4 separate regions of the Mus musculus genome follow, and all the other regions are linked to region 1. The links are chromatin contacts, called in public HiChIP or PLAC-seq and promoter capture Hi-C maps. All regions are on one chromosome and are shown on one strand. The core of a region is the stretch at or near the end of the contact, and the rest is flanking DNA. Distances in the headings are between cores, read along the strand shown. Region 1 holds the start of Map2k5 (mitogen-activated protein kinase kinase 5). Region 2 holds the start of Smad6 (SMAD family member 6). Region 3 overlaps Fem1b (fem 1 homolog b). Region 4 holds the start of Calml4 (calmodulin-like 4).

What was found. Promoter capture Hi-C pulls out the DNA fragments that hold promoters and counts their contacts. HiChIP or PLAC-seq counts read pairs in DNA pulled down with a chosen protein or histone mark.
Region 2: a contact with region 1 is called in a promoter capture Hi-C map of pre-B cells, with 3 times the contacts expected there. The contact joins the promoter of Smad6 here to the promoter of Map2k5 in region 1. A contact is called at or near these places in 2 of 39 promoter capture datasets (neural stem cells and pre-B cells) and 1 of 115 datasets of contacts at active chromatin or transcription factors (pancreatic cancer cells).
Region 3: a contact with region 1 is called in an H3K4me3 HiChIP or PLAC-seq map of bone marrow-derived macrophages, with 2.8 times the contacts expected there. The contact joins the enhancer-like site here to the promoter of Map2k5 in region 1. A contact is called at or near these places in 2 of 39 promoter capture datasets (the C10 cell line and erythroid cells) and 4 of 115 datasets of contacts at active chromatin or transcription factors (bone marrow-derived macrophages, embryonic stem cells, large pre-B cells and 1 more).
Region 4: a contact with region 1 is called in an H3K27ac HiChIP or PLAC-seq map of embryonic stem cells, with 3 times the contacts expected there. The contact joins the promoter of Calml4 here to the promoter of Map2k5 in region 1. A contact is called at or near these places in 2 of 39 promoter capture datasets (hematopoietic stem and progenitor cells and hippocampal neurons), 4 of 115 datasets of contacts at active chromatin or transcription factors (bone marrow-derived macrophages, embryonic stem cells, pro-B cells and 1 more) and 3 of 9 other capture datasets (adipose tissue, liver and macrophages).

What each region holds. Positions count from the first base shown.
Region 1 is chr9:63,373,435-63,380,554 of GRCm38.p6, reverse strand. It overlaps Map2k5 (mitogen-activated protein kinase kinase 5), which reads left to right and starts at 2,653. Exons shown (of 22, transcript NM_011840.3): 1 at 2,653-3,432. The coding sequence starts at 3,298.
Region 2 is chr9:64,018,476-64,025,595 of GRCm38.p6, reverse strand. Smad6 (SMAD family member 6) reads left to right here and starts at 3,537. Exons shown (of 4, transcript NM_008542.3): 1 at 3,537-5,391. The coding sequence starts at 4,572.
Region 3 is chr9:62,791,549-62,798,668 of GRCm38.p6, reverse strand. Fem1b (fem 1 homolog b) reads left to right here. Exons shown (of 2, transcript NM_010193.4): 2 at 941-6,845. The coding sequence ends at 2,576. Among named protein-coding and RNA genes, the nearest start is that of Fem1b, 17 kb to the left of the region's middle. Within about 2 kb of position 3,793, at least 10 of the 459 cell types and tissues checked have an H3K27ac peak or open chromatin away from gene starts, as enhancers often do. A contact at or near this core is called in bone marrow-derived macrophages, where this site is marked.
Region 4 is chr9:62,854,198-62,861,317 of GRCm38.p6, reverse strand. Calml4 (calmodulin-like 4) reads right to left here and starts at 3,214. Exons shown (of 5, transcript NM_138304.2): 1 at 3,157-3,214; 2 at 3,046-3,076. The coding sequence starts at 3,159. It also overlaps the pseudogene Gm10653.

The DNA.
Region 1 (7,120 bases), core at 1,404-3,903:
AGGAGCTGAGAGTTCTGCATCCAGATGTGCAGGCAGCAGAAAGGGAGAGCAACATTGGGCCTGGCTTGGACTTCTGAAACCCTAAAGCTCACCCCCATTAACACACTTCCTCCAACAAGGCCACACCTCCCAAGAGTGTCACTCCCTATGAGTTTATGGGGGCCATTTTCATTCAAACTGCATAACACCTAATTTTCAGAAACACCTTCTTTTCAGTTAAGGTTACACACAAGTAAGGATTTACCAGGGCAGTCAGCAGCATCTCCTTCAGTGTTTCCTTCCCATATTCCCTCTGGGCCCATTTCTCCTTGCTTTTACCACCATCTGATATATTTTATTCATTTTTGTGTTTCTTCCATCAGAATTTAGAGAGAAACTTTCTATCATAGTCATTTAGAAGCAGGTCCTCTGTGCTAATCATTGTCTCATTCTCCTTTTATTATTTTGTTTTTTGGGTTTTTGTTTTGTTTTGTTTTGTTTTTTTGAGACAGGATTTTTGTGTGTAGCCCTGGCTGTCCTGGAACTCTCTCTATAGACTATAGACCAGGCTAACCTCGAACTCACAGAGATTTGCCTGAGTCTGCCTCATGGTGCTGGGATTAAAGGCATTTGCCACCACAACTGGTTCATGTGTCAGTTTTCAATGATAAGCAACTTATAAGTAGGGGGGAGGAGGTATATATTTTGCCTCATAAGTTCACAGATTTTAGGCCATGATCTCTAGGCCTGTGGTTAGGCAGACTTCCACACATCAGCGAGTGTGTGGGAAAAGGCAGGAAGTAAAGGTGTTTTCTTCATGGCTGACAAGAAACAGAAGAAGGAAGAAGGGCACTGGTCCCAATAACGTCGTATAATATGCCCCCAAGAACCTATCTTACTCTCACTGACCCAACATTAGATTCTATCGTCTCCTGGCAGTGCCACTGACGGACAAGCAAGGCTTGAGCATATGGGGGACATTTCCAATCCAAACTTTAACCCCCTTTAAGTAGGAAAGAAACAAGCATAAACCTTCTACTACAATTAAAGTACTTTATGGCTACCAAACTACCTCAGTCAGAACTTGTGTGGCTACTTATGTCTACTGTTAAAAAGAAAATACTATGTGCAAAAACTTTAAGATCATAAACATATATCCCTTTAATTTGGACGGTGGTGTTTATATTACTTAACAAAGAGGTACTTTTGAATGTTAATAGTTCTGTGAAACTCTGCTCAAATAATAAAGTCTTAAGATTTCATGCTATGTAAAGGCTACAAAAAGTTGAAATGTGATTATATTTGCTCTTTAGATATTTGGGAAGCTGAGAGACTGCCATTCATATATTTAAAAAAGTGCTTCAGAATATACATGCAAATTTGGCAAATGGTGTTGGTTTTCCCTATGGTACTATGAATTTTTAAAAAGACGTTTTAACAAATCATAGGTTAATAGAAAATCTCTAGTTTTGTAGTTAATTTTCCTTAATAATAGAAATAAAGTTTAGATTAAGAAGTACATGGCAAAATAGTGAATTTTTCTTTAGCACTGAAGAGCAGTTACAAAGGGGTAGTTCCAACAGTACCTGGAGAATCGGTCTACGTGAATTCCTACCTAAGCTATTAAGGAATAATAACTAAAAGATGGTCATTTATCTCCTACAATGGCCTTTCAAATGCAACAGGAAAAAAGCCCAAGTAGAGGAAATTATGCCACAAATTTTGGTATTACATTGAAAATGATCAACATTTAATTGTTCCTCCTCTTACATTAATCACATATCTGTTTATTCCGGGGAAAGTGGACACTGGTCCCACCACCCCACGCACTATGTTTATGCATAATCAGCCCCAAAAGGTAGAGATAATAGCATAATTTAATTACAAATAAAGGGCCTACCTACACGTTGCCATTTGTAAGCAATTCTTTTGTATAGACACATAGATCAACAGGATTATGCACTTTAAAATGTGAGGTAACAAGGCATTTAAAAATAACCAAGGTTTACGGCTACTGCCCTGCTATCACTGACTGCATAAACACTGCAATTTAGCTGAAAATATATGGAACAGACGGGATATTTTTGCAACGGTTGAATAAGATATTATGATGCCAGAAATACAGCTGTCCCCAGGCAGTTAAGCGCTCTCCATTGAGTTTCTTTACTGTTGCTTTTGAGTAGGAGATTGCTTGGTACTGTAGGTCACTGGTTAGGGTAAAGGACCTCACTGAAAAATTCATGCACACTTTGCTAACGTGGGAGAAAAAATAGTGGTATTTTGGAACTGTTAATTGGAAGAAGGGGCATAAAAACATGCTTTTTTTTTTTTTTTTCTTTTTTTAATAAAAAGGTCTTGCCTGGCTCTTGCCGATTTAATGTAACAAACCCGCGGATAGTAAAAGGTATATAACTTGACAAGCTGGTGCTGCCGTCTTGTCCTTCACCGCCTTTTCTGCATGATCAAACCTTAAATTGTTTTACGGACAGCCCCCAGCCGTAGATCCGTGTCTTCCTGGGTTTTCTAGGCTCCTTTACCACTACCTGAAGAGATGGAAGTCAGCCAGTCCTAGCACGAGATCCCTGCTCCGCCCCAGCTGCCCTCTTCCAACATGGCGCCCCAGGAGGCGGGTCCCACATGTCGGCTCCCCGGGTTCCGGCGCCATCGCGTTTTGGTTCCGGAGTAACAGCGGTCTAACGGCCGCCTTCCTCCTCCTCTCGCCGCCACCTCCGCTGCCGGGACGCGGGCCTCAGTCGGACGATCCTGCACGCGCCGCGCCCTCCGGTTCCGGCTGCGGTCCGGGACCCGCCCCTTGACCCCGCGGCCCTGGGCCCCCCTGCCTGGTTGGAGGGCAGGCGCCACCGGTGCACCTCCGAAACAGCCCCGACCCAGCCCGCGGCGCCCGGCCACCGTCCCCTTGCCCACCGAGACACTCAGGACGGCAGGACCCTGGCCACTGTACCTGCCTTAAACCAGGCCGTTGCTCCGCTGTCTCCTCTTACTCACAAGGACTACAGAATGCTTGTGGGTTCTGTTTTGTCCACTTTTGTAACTCCAGGACCTTCCGCTCTCTACTAATTCCTCTTGGCCGGTCCCCCAACAGTGCATCCTCTCCTAGGGACACTCCACACGACCTGGGCCTGGTTTTGGGCCTGCAAGCTCCCTCCTGATCGCTCCTCTTCACTTCTCCCCATCTTCTTGCTCCCTATTTATCGCCTGCCTTCTGTCTATCGTTCCCCTTGTCACTTCTTGGGGCTCCTCCTAAGTAGGGGCAGGTCGGTACCCCTCGCCCCAGGATGTGAGACCCTTTAACCTGTAATGCTGTGGCTGGCCCTTGGCCCCTTCTGTGCCATGGAGAACCAGGTGCTGGTGATTCGGATCAAGATTCCAAATAGTGGCGCGGTGGACTGGACCGTGCACTCCGGGCCGCAGTTACTCTTCAGGGATGTTCTGGTGAGTGGTGACTTTAGTGGCCAAATCCCAGCGTTGGGGATTATGGATCTGGATAGGCAGCATCTTGACCATTGGTGGCCTGAGCTGGCCTCTGGTGGGGTCAACTTACCTGTTTTAACCACAGTCTCGGTTAATTGCACTCACTGAAAACTGGTAAATGTGCAGCGCCCTGGGAAATTGATGTATCCGACTGAACCCCTGCCCTCAGGAAGCTCACAGTCTGGACTGTGACTTACACACCAGTGCAGACAACTGGGATGTAAAGAGTTTTAAAACTGTTTCTTATATTTTTCTCAAGTATTTGGAAAGGATTCCTGCCCTCATTCTAGCCCTGTCACTGCTGAGTTTCCTGAACTTGTGACCTGCTGGGAAAGGGACACCAGGGCAATCTTAGTTTACAATGGTTAAGCAAACCTTAGATGCCACTGAATGGGAGACCTAGACTTAACTATCAATATGGAAAGGATGCTGCCTGTTAGAACTACAGCACATCATTCCGTGACAAACACAGCTCAATTTCAGAGATGTTGAGTGTTCAGGGAAAATTTACATCTTAGAATCAACAGTGCATTGCCTTGGGATGCTTAGAATATATTTCACACAAAATTATGAAGGTTAATGTAGGCTGGCCCTTGAGTCCATATATAATATATACTATAAAACATTATGTATGTGTGTGTTTGTCCTGAATAGAGAGTAAAAGGACCTTCCGAGGACTTGCTCCTGAGGTTGAGAGTCAGTGCCAAAACTATAGCTTCCTTACTTAGTATATGAGTATATGTGTGTGCAGATGTGTGTGCGTGCATGTGGAGATCAGAGATCAGCCTCAGATGTGCTCAGGTGCCATCCACCTTGTTGTTTTGGGATAGGGTTGGCTGGCCAGCAAGCCCTGGGCATTCGCCTGTTTCAGCATTCCCAATGTTAAGATTACAAGCACTCATGCCACCAAGCCTGGGCCACCTGTCAAGCACCCACTTCCTAGGTTTTTTGTTTATTTGTTTGTTTTTGTTTATTTTTTATTTTTATTTTTTAACATGGGTCTAGAGATTAGTCTCAGGCCCTCATGTTTGCATAGGAAACACTTTGCCAGCTGAGCCATCTCCCTGGCCCCCAAATTTACTTTTGTTTCCTGTAGTGTCCCCATATACTTCAGTCCACGTGCATCTTTCTAGTCAGTTGACATTAACAGGGTGACATATATGTATGTCCACAGTAACTCAGCAGGAGAATTTGGTGTACGGGGAAGAATGTTTTAACAGGCAGATGTGCCGTCTGACTTACAGGGACTATAAGAGAACACTGAGTGGTGTCATTTACTGCCTTGGGTTGATAAAAAATGAAATGGTGGTATCTATAATTTCATTTTGAAAGCTAGATGCTCGTACCACCAAGGCCATGCTTGGGTCTAAGCCAAGCATGTGGCACCTTAGGTGAGCTAGCAGCCTCCAGTCTTTGACCCCGAATGGCATCCCTTCTCTGCAGCTGGTGCTCTTCACAATATGCACAGTGCTAGTCTCCTTTCCTCATAAGGCCCCACAGTCCTCCTTGCTGTCCTCAGGCTCATCTTGATTATCCTGGCACCTATGTCCTCTCTTGCCACATCTTCTTGAGCATCCTGTGTCCCAGGTGTACAGAGCTACTGTCAGTACTCCCAGGTACCCAGGCTGTGCCTCCACTTTGCCTTCTTTGTCTGGCTCTCACCCACCCTTCCCTGCCATGCCTCACTCTCCCTGTGTCAGTGTTTGCCAGGTGGCTGCCATGGTAGTCCTATGTCCATCCCTGTGGCAAAGCATGCATTCAGGATGATGTGCTTGTCTATTCTAGAATGTAAACATCTGGAGGAGAGAAAGAGCTCTGTTTCTGTTGCGTCATAGCATCTGAGACTTGAGGAGGGGCCAATGGGTGCTTGCTGTGTGAGCCTGAACTTGGGTACAGTCCGTGGAACCTATGGTAGAACCAACTCCTGAATGCTGTCTTCTGATTTCCACACACATGGCCATGGCATGTATGCATCCGTGTTTACTGTTTATACACCTGCATATATAATAAGTGAAAAAAAAAGAAAAGAATGTATATCTTAAGGACCAGCTGTGTGCAATTTTAAGCTGTGCAGATCACTGGCTTCTTTTTTGGAGCCATGTTGGTGTCTGCCATGTTGCTCAGTCTGCTCTCAAGTTAGCTATTTTAAGAGGGAACCCTGGGACTGCTCTCCTCCTGCCTTTGCTTCCTAAAGCTGGGTGAGCACCGAGTTCTCAGTCCGGCAGTTGGAACTTCACGGCCAGGTGTGCCACTACCTCGGCCAGTTACTGTATGCCTGAGCCTCAGTTTCCTTATTTCTAGTCAGGGACACCTGCACCACGTCGTGTGAAGATTAAACACATAGAAAGTGCTCTATAAGTGTTGACATATAATGTAAGGGACAGGACCTGGCCTTCTGCTTCCTGAGTACCCACAGGAGATGTCCAGCGTGGGGCCTCCAGGAAGCATCGCACTATCATCACTAAGGCTCAGAACCGCGTGTCGGGACAGTTTGCTCATAAGATCCGCTGGAGCACATTTGTCATGAAGAGCCGGAAAAGAATTTAGAACTTGGTTCTGTCTGGTTGCTGTTTCCTGGCAAGTCTGACAGGGGGCCACCCAAGGTCCTTGTGATCTGTTCTCCGATTTCACGTCATCTCTTCCATCAAGAGTAAACAAAACCCTAAAGAAACCAGCATCTCTGACTTGGAACCTTGAGCTTTAAGTCTGTGGAACTTGGATGCGTCCCTTGTCTGACCCAAGCCCCCTCTCACACTTTCCTGTTTTCAGATGAGGAAGCGTAAGTAGCTCTGGAAGGGGAGGGGCCTCCTAGAGCCTTGGAGCTAGTTGGCTTACCTAACACAAAAGCCAGAGGGGGTTTCAGCCACTGAGTCCAGAGGGATTGAGTATCTGAGAGCAGAGTCAGAGTTGAAGATCCAGTTGCTCCTTCTCCACATGGCTGGGAGACCTTGTGTAGGCTACTTAGCTTGTCCCCTCTGGGCTTGCCTGTGCTCTGTATCTCCAGGACCTAAATGCAGTATGAAGGAAGCCAAAACCAAGTGCAGAGACACTGACTGGGCTCTCTGTATTCCTTCAGCCTCCTTTCTCTTCATCCTTGGAGACGGTCTAGGACAGTTCTAGGACTTGTGAATAGAATTGGATTGATTAGTGTGAGGTAGAGGACTAATTAGTGACATTTCTATCCAAGTGGAACCAGTGACTCTTTCTTCTGAGCGTTCCTTGTTGTGACAAGATTCCTAACAAAAGCCACTTAGGGAAGAAAGGTTTGATTTTCACTCACAGTTTGAAGGTTGAGCAGGAGGCAGCTGGTCACATTGTCTCTGCAGTCAGGACGCATAGACTACGAAGGCTGCTCAGCTCCTGTCCATGAAATGGTGCTACCCATATTTAAGGTGTGCCTTCTGCCTCAGTTAACATGGTGTAGAAGCTCCCATACAGACATGCCCAGAGGTTTGTGCCATAAGTGATTGTCAGTCCTATCCAGTTGACAGTAACCGTTAGCAATCACAGTGAACACTGCTTGCCACTGAGATCTTGTATTTGGCTCTTTTTGTTACTGGAGTGTTTCCAGGTGCCATCTTATCTCAGAGACCAGATTACAGGCCGGCTGAAGTCTAGAGCCAAGTCCTGACCTGTGCAGACTTATAAG
Region 2 (7,120 bases), core at 2,288-4,787, 640 kb before region 1:
AGGTTGTTCTGGTGCCAGGAGAAGTGAGGCAAGAACTGTCTCAGACAGGAGCGTGTCCAGTGGTCTTATTCTGATTCACACTGATGTGGGTGGCCTAGCCTGGCTACTTGGGATCTCTGCCCTTATGGGCCTTTATTTCAGGGGAAAGAACATGGAACTGTGCTGTTGTAAGTGGGGCAATACTGAAATGAGGAATCATGGAGTGCTCTGAGGAGAGAGAGGAAGGAGGGGACAGGTGTGAAGCTAAGGGGTCAGCTACTTCTTCCTGGGTGACTTCCTGCAACTGCAGAACCTTGACGATAGTTGCAGAACCTTGACGATGGGAGTCCAGCCTTCCTCCTTTGCCCTCTCTTCCTTATATCCCAGGGACTCCCAGCCTGGCAGTTTAGTAGGGTGGAGGTCAGAGCTGCCACTCTGCAGGTCTGTGCAGCTGGCCACCACTGCACACACCCTCTAGTGGTTATAAGGTGTGTCAAGTCCTGAGCTGGATGGGCCTGAGGAGGAGCAGCCCTCAGCTTTGGCAGCTGTCCCTAGCTGGCATGATGATTGCTATTCCCATTTTACAGAGGATAACCCACACTTACCCAGTTGGAGAAGTACCATAGTAGCATCAGTCCTAGACTCAGGCTTACCAGACTCTGGTTGTAGTGCAGGGGGCATCCTTTCTAGGCTACATTACCCCACCCTATATCTATCTCCTAGTGAACATGGGCCAAGAGGCTAAATTTTGCTTAAGTTAGCAGCCCTCTTATTTATTCCTTTATTTAATTGTTCGTTTCATGTGTGTTTGTGGTATATGTGTTGTGAATGTATATATATGCCTGAGGCCAGAGGTTGACATTGTCTGCTTGACTACTCTCCACCTTCCTTATTTATTTAGGAATGAGAGAGCTCCAGGAATCTGCCTCTGTTTGCCCCTCCCCCACAACCTCCCATATCTCAATTCTGGGTTTGCCAGCCAGCACTGCTGGGCCTCCCCCCCCCCCCCAGGGACCACTGGGCATCCAATTCAGGTTGTCATGGTGAACACTTTAGTGATATCCCATCTCTCCAGCGCCTAGCTTAAGGTAGCAGGCTTCTTAAGGTCCTGTTTTAGTCTCTCCTAGCCTGGTATACCTCAGGGAGAGATGCTTGTGCTCAGAGTAAGGAGCAGGAGGGACAGAAAGTCTCAACTCATACTCCTCACCAGGAGTAGGGATGTGGGGAGACTTCTGTAAGGATCCTCCCCTACTGTGAGGGAGGCCTTGCAGATTGTCTACAGGCAGGGAACTCTTTCAGGAGTCTTGGTGTCTTTGACACTCATACTTCTTTCTAGCTGGGTTCAAGTCCCACCCGATCAGGGATGACAAACTTGTGCAGGCTATTGTGTCCAAGGCCTTGGCACTCTATATAATGGTGGTTGCCAGCTACCCTCATCTCCAGAGTCTTGTAGTGGGGAGTTGTGGCCTCCGTATGAAATGTCCATCCAGCAGGTCTAATAGAGGCAGTACCATGCACCTTATTTGGGAAACCACACACCTAAAAGCGATGTTGTGACATCACATAGTTACATGCCTCTCCCTGCTGTTGGGGAGTGGGGGTGAGAACTTGGAGCTCTCTGGTTTTGGTGTCTTAGTGCTCTCAATAGGTTTCAAATTAAATGAGCAAGTTTCTGTGCCTCAGTTTCTCATCTGTACACAGAGAAAATAAAACCCATTAGCTGTTTAGGCTTGAAACTTCTGCTACCATGGTAAAGAGCTCAAAGCATCTGCTCTTATTGTAACCCAGAGGCAAGGCAACAAAATCTTCGTAAGAGAGAACATAATTGGCTTCTCTTTGTATTTATTATTTTATTTTGGGAGACTTTCGGAGACAGGGTCTTACGCAGGCCCAGGCTGGCTTCCAGGTCTCTGTGTAGCCCAGGAGAGCACTGAACTCCTGATTCTCTTTCCTCTACCTCCCAAGTGCTGTACTCATGGGTGTGCACAATCCTGTAGGCTCTCTTTGCGTTTTAGGATCATCAACTTCTTCAGGGATGAACGGAAGCTAAAAGACAAGTTTGTGTGGGCGCTTCTTGCCCACTTTTGATGTATGCACTTATTAGTAAGGATTTCCTAGAATCTTGAGAAACCAAGGCCAGGACAGCTACTCATATTCACCTTGGCCAAAATAGTGAAGGGTGGGTGTGACAATCGGCCCTGCAGCACTGGAGTACCTGGCTCCAGGTAAGACTCAGGGAAGTAGTCTGTATCTTTCCTACACACACGACCCTTCCCCCAGCGCACTTCCAGACCCGTTCCTGGACTTGCACACCACCTTCGCTACAGCAGTCCAGAGCACAGGTATCCTAAAGGGGATCACAAGTCCGCGCCCCATCCTCCCCACTCCGCCTCCCGCGGGGTGCGGCGTCAAGCCCCAGGCCAATGAGAGTAGCGGAATTTCTTTCATTGAGCTCGGGGCCCCGCTCCTGCCCGGAAAGGGGCGTGGTGCTGCGCCGGGGGTGGGGCCGCGGCGCGCCAGGGGAGGGCGGGGCCGGCCCTGCGGCTGGGCCAATCGGCGCCACGCCCGGGAGGGGGAGGGGGAACCAGGCCTTTTTTCCCCTCCGCGCGGGGCCAATCCTGACTTTACAAGCTTGAACTTTTGCCACCCTCGGACTAGCAAGCACGCCCGAGGAGGTACCCCGCCGCGCCGGCTCCAGGGCAGGAGCGGCCTTAACCCTTCCCATGCCGGGTCCCCAAGTCTGTCCCCAACTTGCCCCCGTTTTTATAGTGAAACATAACTGGGGAAAGCACGCCCCTCTATCACTCTCGAAGGGGCATAAGGTAAATCCTCGAAGGGAGAAGAAAGCGCCTGGCCTTGAGAGGAGCCTAGGACGCCAGGAGGGAGAGCCGGGGCGACCAGGAGGAGCCATCCAAGAGCACTCCTGCCTCTACCCCACCCTGTCCAAGTCCCCACCTCGGGCTATCCTGGAGCTCCCTCGATCACCCGCCCCCCAGTGTAGCCTAGGCGGAGAGACCCCTAATTTTGGGCAGGGGGTGCGTGGAGCCTTCATAGGACACGGAAGAAACCCGCTATCCCAACTTCGCCGCCGCCCCCCAACTCCCCAGAGACGGAGGGCAGGAAGGCGCACACACACGCCCATTTTTATTAGCCCGCGCTGAGGCTGGGGGTTTGGACTGACTCTAAAGTGCTATGCGCGTTTGCAAGTTTGGGCACAAGCCAGAGAGAGGCAAAGGGCCGCCTCGGAGTCCGGGTCGCGGTGGGTTCACCCAGCAGAGCTGGGCATCAGGGTGTGAGTGTTTGTTAGCGCGTGTGCGGGACGGCTGGTATCCGTGCCCAAGGCACGACGTGAGCTTGAGAGTGAGTCGCGGGCACTGTCAGCCTCGGGGCGGGGGTGCTGGGGCGGGCGAGGGGCGGGGGCCCGCGTTCGGCCCGCCCCGGGAACCAGCCCCCTCGGAGCCTCGGGCTCAGCAATGGGACGTGTTCTCCTTTAAGAGTTAAGAAACTTGAAACCTTGTTTGCGCAACAATCAGCGCCGCGGAGCCGCCAAAGTGTCTAGACTGGCATATGATGGGAGGCAGCCAATGACTCCGCGGCGCTCCTCCGGGGGCCCTCAGTGTGCGTTTGAGGAGAACAAAAAAGAGAGAGAGCGCCGAGAGGGGGAACGAGCGAGGGAGCTGAGTCCAGAGAAAGAGCCGCCGGGCGCTGCCTCGCCAAACCTCGCTGGGACCGCGGGGCCACCAGGAGGCACTTTGGTGAAGGGGGGGGGGGGCGACCTCGGCAGCCGCGGCGCCCGAAGCGACCCAGCGCAGCGTGGGGCGGGCTGCGACCTCTGCTTCGGTGGATTGCATTTTTAATTAAGGATTCCTAGCAGCTCTTTGGGATTTTTTTTTTCCGGCTTCCACTCATGTGTTGACACCCGCGTTCAGGAGAGACTTGCCCCAAGTGCACCGAGCGCCCGGGACCTGAGACGGAATTGCTTTTCGTGCGTGCAAAATCCAAGCATTTTGAGTTTTGTTTGGGACCTTTTTCTTGCTTTGCTTTTATTTCTATTTTTATTTTGTTGCAGGGATATGGGAGTTATCCACAAGCCTTAGTTTCGGATCCTGCAGGGAAAGCCCATGTAGCATAGCTTGGCTTTTGAAGGCAGAGTTGTGCAGACACATTTGGGGGCACGACGCAAGCGCTTTGTGCTCGTGTACCAGCCGCGCAACTTTTGAAGGCTCGCCGGCCCATGCAGGGTGTCTCTAGCATCGTTTCGCTGGTGGCTTCCCTAAGGCTCCAAAGCAGCTGGAGTTGAGCGGTCCCGGCCCATCGTGATCCATGTAGCCCGCTGGTCCCTCGCGGACTGAGGCTCAACACGCGCGTGTTCCCGGCCCGGCCCGGCCCGGCTTGGCCCGGCGCGAGCTCCCTCATGTTGCAGCCCTGCGGTGCCCCTTCGACGACAGGCTGTGCGCGGTCTGCACGGCGCCCCGCGGCAGAGCTTCATGTGGGGCTGCGGCCCGCTCAGCCGGCGCCTCGTTGAGGGAACGGACCCCCGGTAACCGGAGACCGCCTCCCCTCCCACCACCCCAGGCGCCAAAGGGTATCGTATGTTCAGGTCTAAACGTTCGGGGCTGGTGCGGCGACTTTGGCGAAGTCGTGTGGTCCCTGATCGGGAGGAAGGCAGCGGCGGCGGCGGTGGTGTCGACGAGGATGGGAGCCTGGGCAGCCGAGCTGAGCCTGCCCCGCGGGCACGAGAGGGCGGAGGCTGCAGCCGCTCCGAAGTCCGCTCGGTAGCCCCGCGGCGGCCCCGGGACGCGGTGGGACCGCGAGGCGCCGCGATCGCGGGCAGGCGCCGGCGCACAGGGGGCCTCCCGAGGCCCGTGTCGGAGTCGGGGGCCGGGGCTGGGGGCTCCCCGCTGGATGTGGCGGAGCCTGGAGGCCCAGGCTGGCTGCCTGAGAGTGACTGCGAGACGGTGACCTGCTGTCTCTTCTCCGAACGGGACGCAGCAGGCGCGCCCCGGGACTCTGGCGATCCCCAAGCCAGACAGTCCCCGGAGCCGGAGGAGGGCGGCGGGCCTCGGAGTCGCGAAGCCCGCTCGCGACTGCTGCTTCTGGAGCAGGAGCTCAAGACGGTCACGTACTCGCTGCTCAAGAGGCTCAAGGAGCGTTCGCTGGACACGCTGTTGGAGGCTGTGGAGTCCCGAGGCGGCGTACCGGGCGGCTGCGTGCTGGTGCCGCGCGCCGACCTCCGCTTGGGCGGCCAGCCCGCGCCACCGCAGCTGCTGCTCGGCCGCCTCTTCCGCTGGCCAGACCTGCAGCACGCAGTGGAGCTGAAACCCCTGTGCGGCTGCCACAGCTTTACCGCCGCCGCCGACGGGCCCACGGTGTGTTGCAACCCCTACCACTTCAGCCGGCTCTGCGGGCCAGGTGAGCGTGCGCAGGGTCGCCTCGACCTCCGACTCTACCGTCCTGTTCCCTTTCCCTTTCCCAATCTCTTTGTTGGATACACTAGGGATGCTCCCCCCCTCCCGACCGCCCCCCTCCCCCGGTACTGGGAGCCTGCAGGGGATTGAGGAAAGTTGAGGGCTAGATGTCTGCAGTTTCAGATGGTAACTTTATTTTGTGGCGCCGGCGAAGTGAGAAAGGGACACGTTCGGGTTTCCATATGCAGCCTCTGGGATTTAAAGATTGCAGCTCTGTGAAACGGGATAGTAAGCCATGGAGAGGCTAAAGGTGGAAATGCCACCTCTCCTTTGGGGACTCACCTCAGTCGGTACATAGCTTTTAGCATTTGTAAGCATATCCTATACCCCTGATCTGCTCTTCCCCACCCAGGTAGGTATGGCTGTGAAGCTGTCAGTAGGGAAATCACGCCTAACGTCAGAAGTGTTTGCAAAGATGTTTGACTTTGTCCCTTTCTGTAGTTTTAGCCCAGACTCTGCAGGGCAAACCCTCTTGTTTGCAACATCCTTTGGGATGGAATGCCAGGCTCTTCCATCGTCAAGGCTCTTAATTCTGGCCTTTAGCTTACCTCTGAGGGACCTGAGGCATCTGGGAGTCAGAGGCTGCTAGCTCTTTTGTTACCCTGAGAACTGGCCCCTTTGTTCTCCTGGGATCTTCTGCACACACCCTACCTTAACTTAGCCTTGCTTAGCTAGGCAGGCTCAGGTGCAGGAGCAGAGGTGAGGAGAGCTGAAAGGCCCTGACAGGCCAGAAAGTGTACACACACACACACACACACACACACACACACACACACACTTTCTGTACCACGAGGAACACTCGCTGTAGGTGTAGGTGAATGCATCCAATGGCGTTGCATTTGCAGGAGAAAATGGAACAGGCAGTTACAGGCTGGCTGTTGGCTCTGGTCAGCTCTTGGGTCTCCTCAGTGTGGGCTGGCAGCATCGGAAGCCTGACTTCTCCCCTGTATAGAGGAGGGCCTAGTGACGAGAAAGGAAGTTTCCCTCCTATTATTTTGGCTCCTGATGTACTTCCCTCATGGTCTCTCCAGGTACAGTGTAGACACTCTGGGTAGACCTTGGCCTGTGTCTGCGCTGGGCTTTCTGTGCCTGGAGGCTCATTGACAGCTTCCCCTGTTGTAAACTGCTACCTCTTTCTCTGGGGAGGAGGACTCTTATTTGTGGTTGTATTGCCTCCCTTGTATTTTTGTTTGGGAGATCGATGGTGGGACCTACTACACTCTTCTAATAAGGCCCTAGTGAATTATTTGTCTGTCACCAAGTCACAGTACTAGCCAGTTTGTTAAGCATCACTCAGTACCAGGTACTCTGTGTGTGGTGGGGAGGGAACAGAGTCGGAGTCATACTGTCAAGAAATCTTCCTCGGAGGTGGGAAGAAAGGAGAAGGAGGTAAGGGGGTGGGGCTAGGTCAGTGGTCTGAGCCACCAGTAGGGCTGTGGGCGTGCATGTAACTGGATCACCTCGGGGAGTGCCTTGCCTTTAACCTGGAGCAGCCTCAGAGGAGGGGGTGGACCTAAAGAGGGCTTGCGCAGGTGGGTGGACCGGAAAAGGAGGGGTGAAAAGCTGGAGGCTTTAGGACCCACTAAGTTCCTATCTTTGCCCTTTGAGTTGGCCCTGCTTAACAGCGGAGAAGTTGAGGGAGACCTGATCAACTGTAGACCTAGGCTTACTAT
Region 3 (7,120 bases), core at 2,544-5,043, 580 kb after region 1:
CTGCAACTCTTTAATTCAGTTCTTCATGTCGTGCTGATCTCCAACCATAAAATTACTTTAATCGCTACTTCATAACTGTAATTTTGCTGCTGTTCCGAATTGTAAAGTAAATAGTTTTTAAAGAAGGGGTTGCCAAAAAGGGTTGTGACCTACAGGTTGAGAACTGCCACCTTAGGGCTGCTGTCACATGCTTTTCGTTTTTTTCTCCCTAAAGCAGCATCTTAACAATGTATGAACTGGAGCTCTTTCTCTAAATGGGAAAACTGAACTCTGGAGGGCTCCTTGGTCTACAGAGAGGCAGGTCATGATGTCCTCTGAAGAGTCAGCAGACCTTTCATACCTTTGGTAAAAAGACCATATAGACCTCCAAACATTGCCTCTGCATTTTTGCTTGTTTTGCTTTTTCTGGTTTTAAAACTGTGTGTACCTGGTATTGGTCCTCACCTTCCTCCTTGAGACAGACTGCTTTGTTTTTAGATGCTGAGCACATCTGACCCACTGCCCCATTAGCTTCAGGGATTCTCCTGTTTCCACCCCACAGTAGTAGTCTCCCATCCTACAGTAGTGACACTGAAAAAATAGACACTTGCCACTCTTGTCACTAAGTGTGTTCTGGAGATTTGAACTCAGACCCTCATGCTTGCATAGCAAGTACTTTCCCCACTGAGCCAATCTTCTCAGCCTTTCTTCTGTGTTTTCTGAAATGTATTGTTGCTAGTAGAGAGTATTCTTCAGGTTAAAAAAAAAATGACTTTAGAAAAAACAGTAACAATAATTTTATTGATCCCACACTAGTAAAGTGCTCTGCTGAAATTACTTGTTTTTTTTCTACTCTAACTGATACTTTAGTAATGTTTGGGAAAGTGGAGTTTTGGTTGGTGCCTGTGAATGCATGTCAGGGCCTGTTAGCCCACTGACTGACTGTACTTTCTGTGTGTAGGTATGTCATTGACGGTGCCACTGCTCTTTGGTGTGCTGCGGGAGCCGGACATTTTGAAGTTGTTAAACTTCTAGTCAGCCATGGAGCCAACGTGAACCACACCACAGTCACTAACTCAACTCCATTGCGGGCAGCATGCTTTGATGGCAGACTGGACATTGTGAAATATTTGGTTGAAAATAATGCCAATATCAGCATTGCCAACAAGTATGACAACACCTGCCTAATGATCGCAGCATATAAAGGGCACACTGATGTGGTCAGATACCTCTTAGAACAACGTGCTGATCCCAATGCTAAAGCACACTGTGGAGCCACAGCTTTGCACTTTGCAGCCGAAGCTGGTCACATTGACATTGTGAAAGAACTGATAAAATGGAGAGCTGCAATAGTGGTGAATGGCCATGGGATGACACCATTGAAGGTGGCCGCTGAAAGCTGTAAAGCTGATGTCGTTGAACTGTTGCTCTCTCATGCTGATTGTGACCGCAGAAGTCGGATTGAAGCCTTGGAGCTCTTGGGTGCCTCCTTTGCAAATGATCGTGAGAACTATGACATCATGAAGACATACCACTATTTATATTTAGCTATGTTGGAGAGATTTCAGGATGGTGACAACATTCTTGAAAAAGAGGTTCTCCCACCCATCCATGCTTATGGGAACAGAACTGAGTGTAGGAACCCACAGGAATTGGAGGCTATTCGGCAAGACAGAGATGCTCTTCACATGGAGGGCCTTATAGTTCGGGAACGGATTTTAGGTGCTGACAACATTGATGTTTCCCACCCCATCATTTACAGAGGGGCTGTCTATGCTGATAACATGGAGTTCGAGCAGTGCATCAAATTGTGGCTCCACGCACTACACCTGAGGCAGAAAGGTAACAGGAATACCCACAAAGATCTGCTTCGGTTTGCTCAAGTCTTCTCTCAGATGATACACCTCAATGAAGCTGTGAAGGCCCCAGACATAGAGTGCGTTTTGAGATGCAGTGTCTTGGAAATAGAGCAGAGCATGAACAGAGTTAAAAATATCTCCGATGCCGACGTCCACAGTGCCATGGATAACTATGAGTGTAACCTCTATACCTTTCTGTACCTCGTGTGCATCTCCACCAAGACACAGTGTAGCGAAGAAGATCAGTGCAGAATTAACAAGCAGATCTACAACCTGATTCACCTGGACCCCAGAACACGGGAAGGTTTTTCCTTGCTACACCTGGCTGTCAACTCGAACACACCAGTTGATGATTTCCATACTAACGATGTCTGCAGCTTTCCCAACGCTCTGGTCACAAAGCTCCTGCTGGACTGTGGCGCTGAGGTAAATGCAGTGGACAATGAGGGGAACAGTGCCCTCCACATTATCGTCCAGTACAACAGGCCCATCAGTGATTTTCTGACCTTGCACTCCATCATCATCAGCCTTGTGGAGGCTGGAGCTCACACCGACATGACAAACAAGCAGAATAAAACTCCGCTAGACAAAAGTACAACTGGGGTGTCTGAAATACTACTTAAAACTCAGATGAAGATGAGCCTCAAGTGCCTGGCTGCCCGAGCAGTTCGGGCTAATGACATTAACTACCAAGACCAGATCCCCCGGACTCTTGAAGAGTTTGTTGGATTTCATTAAGTGACTGGATGTGTAAAATCGTTTAATGTGGTGCTAAAAAGTAAAGGACTTTAATCACAGACAATAGAATTCTGTGTTTGTAAATTCTCCTTTTCTTTCCACTATCCTTTCAGCCATCGTCCTTGGTTCCGTGTGCCTCTTTTCTCACGTGGTATTGAGCTCAGCACACTAAACAGAGCAGCGCTGTTCAGGTGTAACTGGAAGGTGTATGGACATTTGTTTGTTTCCTTTTCTTTTTCTTTTTTTAAAAGAATGAATGTAAGCCTTTTGTGTAATAGGGGCATTTGTGATTTAAAATTGGTGATGTTTTAAACAGCTGCCTACAAAAGTATTTCTGTTAAGCTGATGTCAGCATGTCATCTGTGCAGCAGTTTTGAGGATTTCATGAAGAAAATGAACTAAAAAGGAACACTGGGAGCACTGGGAGATGCTCAAGCCCTGCATGGATGGTTCTCACTTCACTGTGTGTGTGCAGTGATACAGCACATTTTACATCAGGAGGACTTGAAACACTTAGCTACTGATTAATAATCTGAAAATTATGTGCAGTTATTGTTGGAAAGTTGAATTCCTGAAAATCATTGTGTTCTGTTAGTGTCTTCTAACTGGTGATCTTAGCCCAACCTTGCGGACCTTGCTAGATTCCACCCTTAGGCTTGAATTCTTCTGGTCTCTGATGTAATGATGAATCTAAATTGCATTTATGCATTGGATTTGGCTCACAGACCTACGTAAGGAGCACACTGTATTATGAAACATTGTCACAGTATAGCTAGACATTGTACTTCGTCCTTTTCTAGCCCTGTCCTTGTGTGTTGTATCTTTAAAAATTGGAAACTGCCTTTCCATAGGGCATTGGTGTCTCCCTAATTAGGTGTAAGATGAAAAGGAATGAGGACACATATGTGATGTTTTTACTTAGTCCATTGTAAGATGTAGGAAAACCAGGAGTAAGGTATAGGAAATGAAGTATTTGATGAGGAAAATGATTCTCAGTGCCACATGAAAGGTGTATCTCAGAGCTGTAGACTTTTCTACCACAGAATGTGGTACTGAGGTCTTTGGGTTTTTTGCTTTTTTTTTTTTAAATCAAGCAACATTTCAACTCTTAAGAGTATTCTGTGATTTTTTTTTTTTTCTCTTAAGCATCACAGAAATTCAAGTTGAAGGAACAACAGTGTCTGCTGATGCTAGGGATGAGAATGAAAGTGAAACTAGTTCCTGTAATTTCCTCTAGTGCCAAATGAATGCTGCCTAAGCTACCCCTAGTGCATGGAACCGTACGTGGAGACCCGCAGCTTTGTGTTTTCCTTTAGTGAAAAGCATTGTCATGATACAACATCAGATATAAACTTTAAACAACCTGTAAGATTTCACAAATACTTTACCTGTGGATATTGCTTTTAAAACATAGGAGAATGGTTGTAGTTGGAGTAGTACAAAGTGACCAAGCCAAAATCAGCACCTAGGGCCTTAAACAGAGATACCCCATAAAATGAAATACCAGGAGAGGGCAGGAAAGGAGACTTAAAGTTTCCTGCTCCAAGGGTGCAAGATGCAGTTGCTGTAGTTGTGCTTCGTGTGTGTCCTTGTGTTAGTTATTTTCCTAACTTGAGAGTTTACATGGAAGACTTTTCTGATGGCTTAAAGGGAGGTGTTGGAATGCCCTAATTTGGGAACTTCTGACCTAGACCCTCTTGGTGTGACTTAAGGCGATATTGATTCACCTTGCTCTGGCAGCTCTCAGTGGCCTGGAAGAGATGACACACTGCACAAGGTGAGTCAGCCCTGCCTCTTCTCAGGCTCAGGTCAGGTCTTTTCGGACACTAAGGCCCAATGAGGACAGTGAGGAATAGCTGTGAAACTTAGTATTCAGTTGGTTCCATTTTTTTAATGTATATGATTTTTAAGCACCCAAACTGAAAGTATCTATCAGATAATACTGCATGTTTTAAAAACATTTTTCCTCCTTCACTACCCAGGACCAACACTGTTCTAAGACATTATTTATATATGAGAATAATAATAATATACATATTCAGATGTAGAATTAAAGGACAGCTTTTGAAGGAGGGAAGACAGTGCTGAGGAGGGTGGAGGGAACGGAACGGTGCTGGTGGTGGACTAACTAGAGTTGTTTAGTTGTGTAGTTGCACACTATGTACTCTTGCTGAGGATCTAATTCTGTCTGTACCATCACTCCAGATTTGCATTGTGGAACACCTGTATAAATCCATTATAGGAGCAAGTGTCCTCATGCCTGGCCTTCCCGTTATTTGTTTTTGGTAAAATTCTTTGAAAGTATGCTCAGCCAAATGTTCCATGAACTTTTGTTTTTAAAGAAAAATAGGTGTGAAAGGTGGTAGCATTGTAGCTAGCTCACTAGGCTGTCGTGTGTTGCAGCCATGTCTGTCATTTGATGTTTGTTATTGGTAGAATCATGCTTTGAATTGTAACCCTTCCTTGATAGTGTTAGTGATTTCCCCAGAACATGTCACTTGTGTAAATTGTCACATAAATTTGCATGAGCCAGGAGTGCAGGAGGGTGCTTTTCACTTTTCATGCAGTTAGGAATTAAAACCTTACACTTCAGTGACTGACCCCAGTCTGGGCAGCAAAGCTATCTATCCATCCTCTTGTTGAAGAAGAAGGGGTAGCTGACTCTGACACTGGCTTTTTCCAGTCCACTCTTGATTATAATCACAGCACAACCACCCAGAGGTTCTTCACTGTGGGAACTTTAAACATGCAAACCAAAACAACCTGGCCCATCTGCCATGCTTTGGTTTTGCTAGTTTCTGAAAGGAGTTTTGATTTCATTACACTAATAGTTGCTAAATGGTGATTATGAAGACTTAGGCATGATAGCATTGTTTGACATAAACTGTGGTTAAGGGATTAAAACCTCCCTAAAGCCAACACTGTTTTAGACAAACATTTCTGAAAACTCAAGTCCTAGAGAGGAGTTACTCATTGTAATTGAGGCATCAGGTTAAAATGAGGTTGCTTTGGATAATCCAAGCAGCAGAATACCCGTGTTCTGGGAATATGGAAGCCAAAGGACGCGTGCTACTTGAACTCTGTGGGCTGAGAAGAAGCCAGTGGCTGAACTTGAGTGGGCGGGTTAAAGTATCTGTGCCTCATGACAATTGTAAAAATCCGAAGTGTACTTTCTCAGCTACCCAGATGTCAGTGCACGCAGAAGTGCACCCTTCTCATGACTTAACTGCAGCAGAAATAGGGAAGAGTAAAACCCTCAACTCTGCCTTTGGCTCTGAACTGATTTCAGTCAGATTCTAAGCTGTGCTCACTCTTACTCTGAAAGTGCACAGCTCCATTCTGGATATCATCTGACAGCCCCTCAATATGTACATACACTGAGGGGCTTTCTTTGAAGTTTCTGGCAAACCTGCCAGAGATGGGCCAGGCATACAGCAGCCCCTTTCTCAAGCCTGGGATCTGGAACAAATTCTATAGTGACAATGCTGATTGGTTGACTACTACAAATGTAAAGTAAATGTGGTCTCTAGTCCTAGGTTTGTGGAGTGTACCTTTGTGTTAATGTGTAGGGAAGGGACAGCGGTTTGATGGTTATGGGGAGCACGTCACTGATAAATCTGCAGGGCTGAATACTGCTAAATTACAGCTTTACAGCTTTCCTTTAGGGGTGAATCATGGGATGAGTAGCCTCATCAGAAAAATGAAGGCATGAAGATGCAGGTCTGCCAGGTGAGGACACAGGCAGGCTTTGCACCTATTTCCTATCAGGTATTGTAAAATGTGTGCATGGCTTTTTTTGTTGTTGCTCAGTAATCGGTAGAGAAGAGATGAGGGGACCTCTCCCTGCAAGCTTTCCTAACCAGTCTTTTCAGAAGTACATAGCTGGGAAGTAAAATCTGGCCTTAACCTACTGGCAGGACCCTGTCCTTTGTAATGTTCACCGCACCCTGCAGTCCTTGGTGCAGAGGAGCTACATAGTTGTAGTCTAGTAATTCACCGTGGTTTACTGCGAGCCAGTGATGTCATTCTATCGTGCGCTCTTGTCAAGCCATTTATGTGACTTTAATAAGCTTAGTAACTTTGCTGACTGCACCGGGGCCTATCAGTGACTTATATATTGCATGATGTCTTCAACTTGAGTTTGACATGTAGAATCACCTTTGATTTCATGGCAATTGACAGTCCTAATGGCTCAGCTAATTTGAAACTAACAACTTTGCTGTGTAAAAGGAAAAATGGTGTTGTGTTCAGTAAATGTTTGAAAAAAAAGTACCTTGAAGTTTGTGTCTTTATTGTTCGGTGTGAGATCTTTTGTTGAGTTCCTTTTAAAGGGGTTGTTGAAGTTACATGTGTGTGGGGTGGAATCCTCTATTAAAGCTCATAGTAAAGCTAAGCTCTTCCTTCCCATGTCCACTTGGACTCTGTAGAGACAAAAATCATAAAATGTCTTTCAGAAGCTTCCCATACATTTTCTGTGTTACCTTACATTACATTTATTTTCACTTGAAGAGTGCAAATGGACTTCATGTTTACTGTTTAATATG
Region 4 (7,120 bases), core at 1,965-4,464, 520 kb after region 1:
TCACTTGTCTAGGACCTGGCTCCTGAACTCTAATGTTGTCCTCAGGCAGGTCCTGGTCCCGATGTGGAACTGCCGGGAAGGGTGCCTAGGGCTCGGCAGAGCTGGCCCATGGCTCTTTTTGCTGTCCTTTCTTCCCTGCTGCTGCTGCACACCTGGCAAAGCTGTCCTATCTGTCCTGCCTCTTCCCTCTGGGGCCCCTGGAGGCAAAGCCAAGCCACCTGGGAGCTTGGGTAAGATCCCAGCTCTGCAGATGGAGATGCCGTGGGGTGAGTTGCCCTAATCCCCTAATCCCTTCCATGTTCCAAGGAAGGAGCTGAAGCCTGGGGTTGGGGGTGGGGAGCAGGATCTGCTGGCTGTCCAGACAAGCACACTGCATTCCCCTATATTGGTAACCAGGGCCTAGAGCAAGGATTAAACAGAGGCCAGCCTCTGAGCAAACTGACATATGTGTTCTCTTCCAGCATTGACAGACCCACCTTTTCTTTCTTTTCTTAATTTTTTAAAGATTTCTTTATTTAATTCATATATGTGGGCACACTGTCGCTGTCTTCATACACACCAGAAGAGGGCATCAGATCCCATTACAGATGGTTGTGAGCCACCATGTGGTTGATGGGAATTGAACTCAGGACCTCTGGAAGAGCAGTCAGTGCTCTTAACCTCTGAGCTATCTCTCCAGCCCCTCTTTTTTCTCTTAAGAATTTTAATACATTTTATTTTAGTTGAAGATTTATCTTAAGTATATGAGTACACTGTAGCTGAGCCATCTCTCCAGATCACTGTTTATTTTGTTTTTTTTTTAGTGTATATATGTGTGGGAGTCAGAGAGTATCTTGTGGGGGAGATGGTTCTTTCCACCATGTGCTGGGCTGGGAGGAACCCCCCCGCCCCCGGCTTGGGGGCAGGTGCCTTTATCTCTCCAGCCCCCATCCATCTCTTCAAACCTGCAGAGCCAGATTCCCTGGAGCTGGAATTCCAGGTGGTGTTGAGTCACCCAGCGTGACTGCAGGGAACCTATCTCCCTCTCTCAGGTGCTCTTAACTGCTGAGCCATCTCTCCAGCTGCCGCCTCCAACCCCCCTTCCGCCTTCTCCCTCCCCTCCGCCATCTGTCCAAGCTCTGGTCCTTTACAACGCTGGGATCCCTTCCTGGGTCACCAGAAGCCACCTCTGGAGCCTGCTGGACACTGTCCTGCATCACAGTGCTTGGTGGGCCCTCAGTACCTGCAGTCTTTTCTCACTATGCTAGACCAAGATAACAAGATCCCCAGAATACCTGGCTTGCCTGAGGACCCCGATCCTCAGTCTCCTTCACACACACACACACACACACACACACACACACACACACACCCCTCCAGTCCTCTCAGTGTGGCCCCACCCCTCATTCACTGCTGTCCATTCTGTCTTTCACTCTCCTTGATTGTGACCCCAAGAATGGGGGGTACCTTCCGGCCCCCTGCTCAGTTTTTAACACCTGGGGAAGGGCTGGCACAGGGCAGGGTTAGCACAGAGAAAGGACTCTTGCTGAAGTAAAGTAGAAGTGAGGTAAACACATCAGGATGCATCGTTGACCCTCTTCTCAGACAAGAAAACTGAGACTCAAAGGTGACTGGCCTGGGAGCTTCCAAAGCCCCATTCCTCGCCCAACCCTGTCCAGGCTTCCAACTCTAAACACTCATGGCCACCTTCTTGGTGTTAGACACTGGGATACAAAGAGAATTCGCCTTCTTCCTTTCTAGTTGTTTCAAAAGCCATGGGAGCGAGGGGGCAGTGAGTCCGTTGTCCAGACAGAGTAGGGGGACTGGTGAGGCTGACAGGTGGCCTCTAGCTTAGGTCCCCCCTTCAAAGACTTTACTTTCCATTGTGTGCACATGCACGCATACAGGTGCCCCAGGAGGCCAAAGGTTTCCTTTGCCCTGGGAGATGGAGTTACAGGTGATGGTGATCAGTTCTTGTATATGTACTGGGAACCAAACTTAGGTCTTCTGCAAGAGCAGTACAAATTCTCCCATAGTGGATTGTCCGCCAGCCCCTGGCCCCTAACTGTGGGCTAGGCTCTGTGTAGCAGAGTCTCCTCACTGTCCCCTCTGTTCTGGGCCTTAGTTTGGGGATAGGGAGTTGAGGAATCTAAGAGTAGGACCAATAGGCACACATCGCTGTCACTCCCTGCTCTAGACTGTACTCTAGTCATTTACATCTCTGGGATAGATCCTTGCTGGGGTAACCAGAAGCCACCCCTGTGGCCTGCTGGACAGTGTCCTGCACCAGAGCTCCGTGTCCCTGTGTACCTGCAGTTCTAGCTCACCGACAAGGTGTCATGTCAGCGGCAATGAGAAGGGGGTTACCAAGGCTGTTTCCCTCCTATGTTGGGGCAGGTGTAGGGGCTCAGCCTCAGGGAAAAGAGAGTTATCCCGTAAAGGGCCTGTGCTGCACTCTGGCCTCTCTGCCAGAAACTCAGCCACCAGATCCCTGGCCAGGTGTTTGCCAGGTCCTGTGTAACTTAATTCTGCCTTTCTGCTCTTGGGGAAACAGAACTCTGCTCTGTGGGAAGCCCAAGAACAAGGTGCCCACACTGAACTAGGCAGGAGGTGCCAGCTGAGCCCCTCATTTTACAGTCTAAGGTCCATAAAGAAATATCCTGCCCCAGCGTGTAACCCTGAGTTCTGTTGCCTGTCTACACTGACTACAAAGCCCCATCCCCCATCTCTGGTTCAATTACTATGTTAGTGACCTTTCTCCATGACCAGCCTCCCACCCAGACCCGTTTCCAGGCTCTCTGGAGCACTAAGCAAGCTCACTTTTATGACCCAGCTTGAAAGTCACACTGACATATAACAAGCCCTGGAAGTCAGTTAGTCGGTCTTCAGGGCCACCCCCAAACAGATAACCAGCTGCCCCACAGCACCTGGCCCCAAGCCTGTGGGTGGGCCAGCTGTCCACCCCTCGGGGCCTTCCTTCCTACCAACAAAACCCAGCAAAGCAAATTGCCTAATGAGACACACATTTTGTGGCGAATTACTAATTAAAGAACAAACCCAACCTACCATTAATTTGGTCCTGGGAAAGGAACTTGGCCTGTAGCAGAGAAAGAACAGTCAAGAGGGGGCTTCAGCGGGGGCCCTTCCCACCTCCTTCCGGCACAGCCCCTCACTCACCATCCTCAGGCTCCCCTTACTCCTGGAACTGAGTTTGGTTCTCTTTACTCCAGCTTGGAGTCGAAAGTCCAGCATGCTGGGCGGAGGCCTGGTAATAAATCCTCCGCTGCCACGGAGACCGGGCTCTATGCCATGAGAGTCAAATTCCGGCTGAGTAGTGGATGCCCCCACCGTCCTGAGAAGGGTGATTGTGAGGAAACCATTTACAGACTCTCCTGGAGGCCCCTGCCCCCGGAGGCTGGGGCTCTGCAGCAACTGGACAATTTGGGTGTTCCTTCTTGGAAGCCTAACTTCTGAAAGGGGGCTCCGGGTGGGGCTGACTCTGTCCTGGTCTGAGTCTGTCTTAGGAAGCTTTGCTCTCTCCCGAGGCTAAGCTGGGCTCCTTGCTGGAGCCAGATAGCACGCGCGCACACGCACGCGCGCGCACACACACACACACACACACACACACACACACACACACACACACACGGTCTCTCCAGAAGAAGCTATCCAAGGGAGCAGTGCTCAGAGACGCTTCAAACACAGCCTTGCAGATGCACTATGTCTGGGGACACGCTGAGGACCGTCCGTCTCTTGTATGCCTCAGTTTCCTCACCAGCTACGTTATGGGCTGCTAGGATAATCCAAAGGCCAATACACAGCCAATTCTACTTCCTAGGGGCTGGGGATGGTGTTGGGTGCTGGGGCTGAGTCTTAAGCTAGCCGCTCAGGGAACTTGGAGTTTGACCTGACCAGGCAGGAAGTTCCTCTCCCTTCCTCGTCTCGCCCTTTCCCGTATTATAATAAGCTGCTGACTCTGAATTTCTCAGCCCTCTATTCCTCTCCCCGTCCCCTGAGACAGGAAAAAGGGTGCCTCCTAGAACTGGTACTGGGCCCTGGGCATGACTAGGTTCTCAGGTTGGTCTGAAAGTCTCCTTTCCCTCATCCACACTCCTTGACTGGTTTGCCTACAAAGTGCTAAATCCAGCCTGGTCCAACTGTCAGTCACTGTGTGTGGTCACATAGCCTGTGTACTACACAGGGAGCAAGGGAGCAAATGAGAGCTACCAAAGGCTGCAGGTGCCAGAGGAAGAGAGTTAAGGTCTCCTGCTAACCCATCTGAGGGCACACAAACTCATGGCCTCCCTCTGGTCCTGACACCTCCATGTGGAATGGTTTTGTTTTTTCTCCTGAGCCATCTACCTCTTCTTACCTGCTTTAGATGTGAGAATCTTGAGGTTCTGACCCACTTTGTGGGGGGTAGGTATGATTTGGAGGGTAGGTATGGTTGGGGAGGCAAGATATGGTGGGGCCTAGGTATGGAGGGGTAGGTATAGTTGGGGGCCTAGGTTTGGTGGGGGGTGGGTATGGTGGGAGTGGGGAAGGCTGGGGGGACACAGTTTAGTTGTCATGGAAGAGCAAGGGAGGTAGGCAGTACTTTTTGACAGGTGGGTACAGAACTGAGGCCCCCAAATACCCTACCTCTGTGATGGGCTCAGAGGCGGGTGAGGCATCTTCTTGGGTTTTAGTAACTGAGTACTGGGGTCAGCCATGTGCCCCTAAGGGCATCCTGACACCTGTCAACTCTCCCTTCTTTTGTTGTTTGGTTTTGTTTCCATTGGTGTGTGGGTGTGTGTGGGTGTGCGTACGCGCATGCATGACCGTCCTAAATCATTTACTAGTATAGATTTTATGAACATTCTTTATATCATCACTAATGGAGCTGGAGAGTGCTCCAGGCTCTCCAAGTGTGTGGTGAGAAACACTCAAAGCATGTCAGAACTTGGTTTCCCTTTCAGAGACCAGAGCTCCTGTGGCCAGCAGACGGCAGTCCAGGCATCTCTTGGTGCTTATGCACTGGTTCGGTGATCCAGTGAGTGCCAGGATTTGTTCTGGTAACTTATGAAGTAGTGGGTCTGTGAGGAGAACCTCAAAGAACCTGTATGAAGCCTTCAGCCCCGTAAGAATTCAGGATGCTCAGAATTCACAATGGAGTCCAGCTCTCTCCACACAGTACTGAGGACCAGGCCATCTTTAGCTGGTTAAGCCTATGATGGATAGGTTTACTCTAAGTTGCACTCTAAGGAATTGGGTGTTCGCAGCCTCCACTGTGAACACAAAGTCCTGCATCTAATGTAGTTTTGCTTAGCCTCGTGAAGCTAATGCCCGGTGGAACACAGGGCATTGGTGATACGGCTAGCAGTGGGCCCTGAAGAAAGTGCATCATGCCAGGATGTCAGGTCACCTCTATAGCACTGGTCCTCCCCCTTCCTCGCCCTGAAACCCTCTAATGCAGTTCCTCATGTTATGGTGACCCACCTATAAAATTATTTTCATTGCTTCTTCATAACTGTAATTTTGCTACTGTGGTGGATCTGTAATCTAAATATCTAATATGCAAGATATCTGATCTCTGTGAAAGGCCCAAAGGGGTTACAACCCACGATTGAGAGATTGAGAACCACTGCTCTGTAGTCTGTACTTGTATGTGCATACCAGGGCTTGCCTGACGGCTGCCACCAGACAGAAAAGGTTTTTTGTTGTTGTTGTTGTTTTTTTTTTTTTTTTGGTTTTTCAAGACAGGGTTTCTCTGTGTAGCCCTGAACTCACTTTGTAGACCAGGTTGTCCTTGAACTCAGAAATTCGCCTGCTTCTGCCTCCCGAGTGCTGGGATTAAAGAGGCGTGTGCCACCATGCCTGGCCAGAAAAGTATTTCTAAAAAATATACTTTTAGGGCTGGAGAAATGGCTCAGCAGGTAAAAGCACTGACTGATCTTCTGAAGGTCCTGAGTTCAAATCCCAGCAACCACATGGTGACTCACAACCACCCATAATGAGATCTGATGCCCTCTTCTGGTGTATCTGAAGACAGCTACAGTGTACTTATGTATAAATCTTTAAATATATATACACACACACATATACATACTTTATGTGTATTTAAAGTGTATATATATATATATATATACACACACATATATATACATACACTTTATTTATGTGTATGTTTGCATGGCTGTGTGTATGTTTGTGTACAGATGCCCACAGTGACCATGAAAGGGAGTCAGATCCCCTGAAGGTGGAGTTGTAGGCAGTTGTGAGCCACCCTGCATGGATGCTGGAAACCAAATTCAGGTCCTCTGCACACACAGTAAATGCTCAGAGTCCTTTCTCCAGGACCCGTTTGTGTTGTGCTGAGACAGGATCCCAGTGGCTCAGGGAGCCCTCAAACTCACTGTATAATTGAAGATGGCTCTGAACTCTTGATCCTCCTGTTTCTACCTCCCAAGTACACATCAGATGCCTGCAGCCACACTCAGGTCCCTCTATTTGTGGGTGACAAAGGGGTTGTCTTCTGCTGTTTCAGCTGGCTAAATACCGGCTCCAAGGCTGTGACTGCCAGTGGCCTCATGGTGTGGCCTACCAAGCTGCACAGTGCTCTGCATGTGGGACTCTCCATGTGAACTGCAACAGGAAACTCCTCCGGCCCCACTTGGGGCTGAGTTTATTCACTTTATACCCAAAGCTTGGCCCTCCTGGCGTGGGGCCAGCACCTCCCCCTGGACTTCACCGACTTCTGCTGGCTCCTCTTTACCACTCTCTGGACTAACATCCCTCCCTGTGGAAGGGGTTTTAGGCAAGGGGCCTTTCCTCTCCACCCAGGCTACTTTGTCTATAAGAGTCTCCCAGGAATGTCTTAGGTTATATGGGGTTAGGGGCTCAGGATACAGTTCAGTTGGTAGAACATTTGCCTAGCATGCAAGCCCTGCATTTGACCCACAGTACCGCATAACTCATATTGTGCAAGCCTGTAAGTCCAGTAAGAGGATGAAGGCAGGAGGATCAGAAGTTCAGTCAGCTTGGACTGCAGGACACTAAGTTCCTGGCCCCAGCCCTGTCTCCCTAAATCCTGCTCTCACCCAAAAGCCATGTTCTTCCCCTTGCTGCTTTCTTATGGAACTGTGTTCCTAGGTAAGCGCTC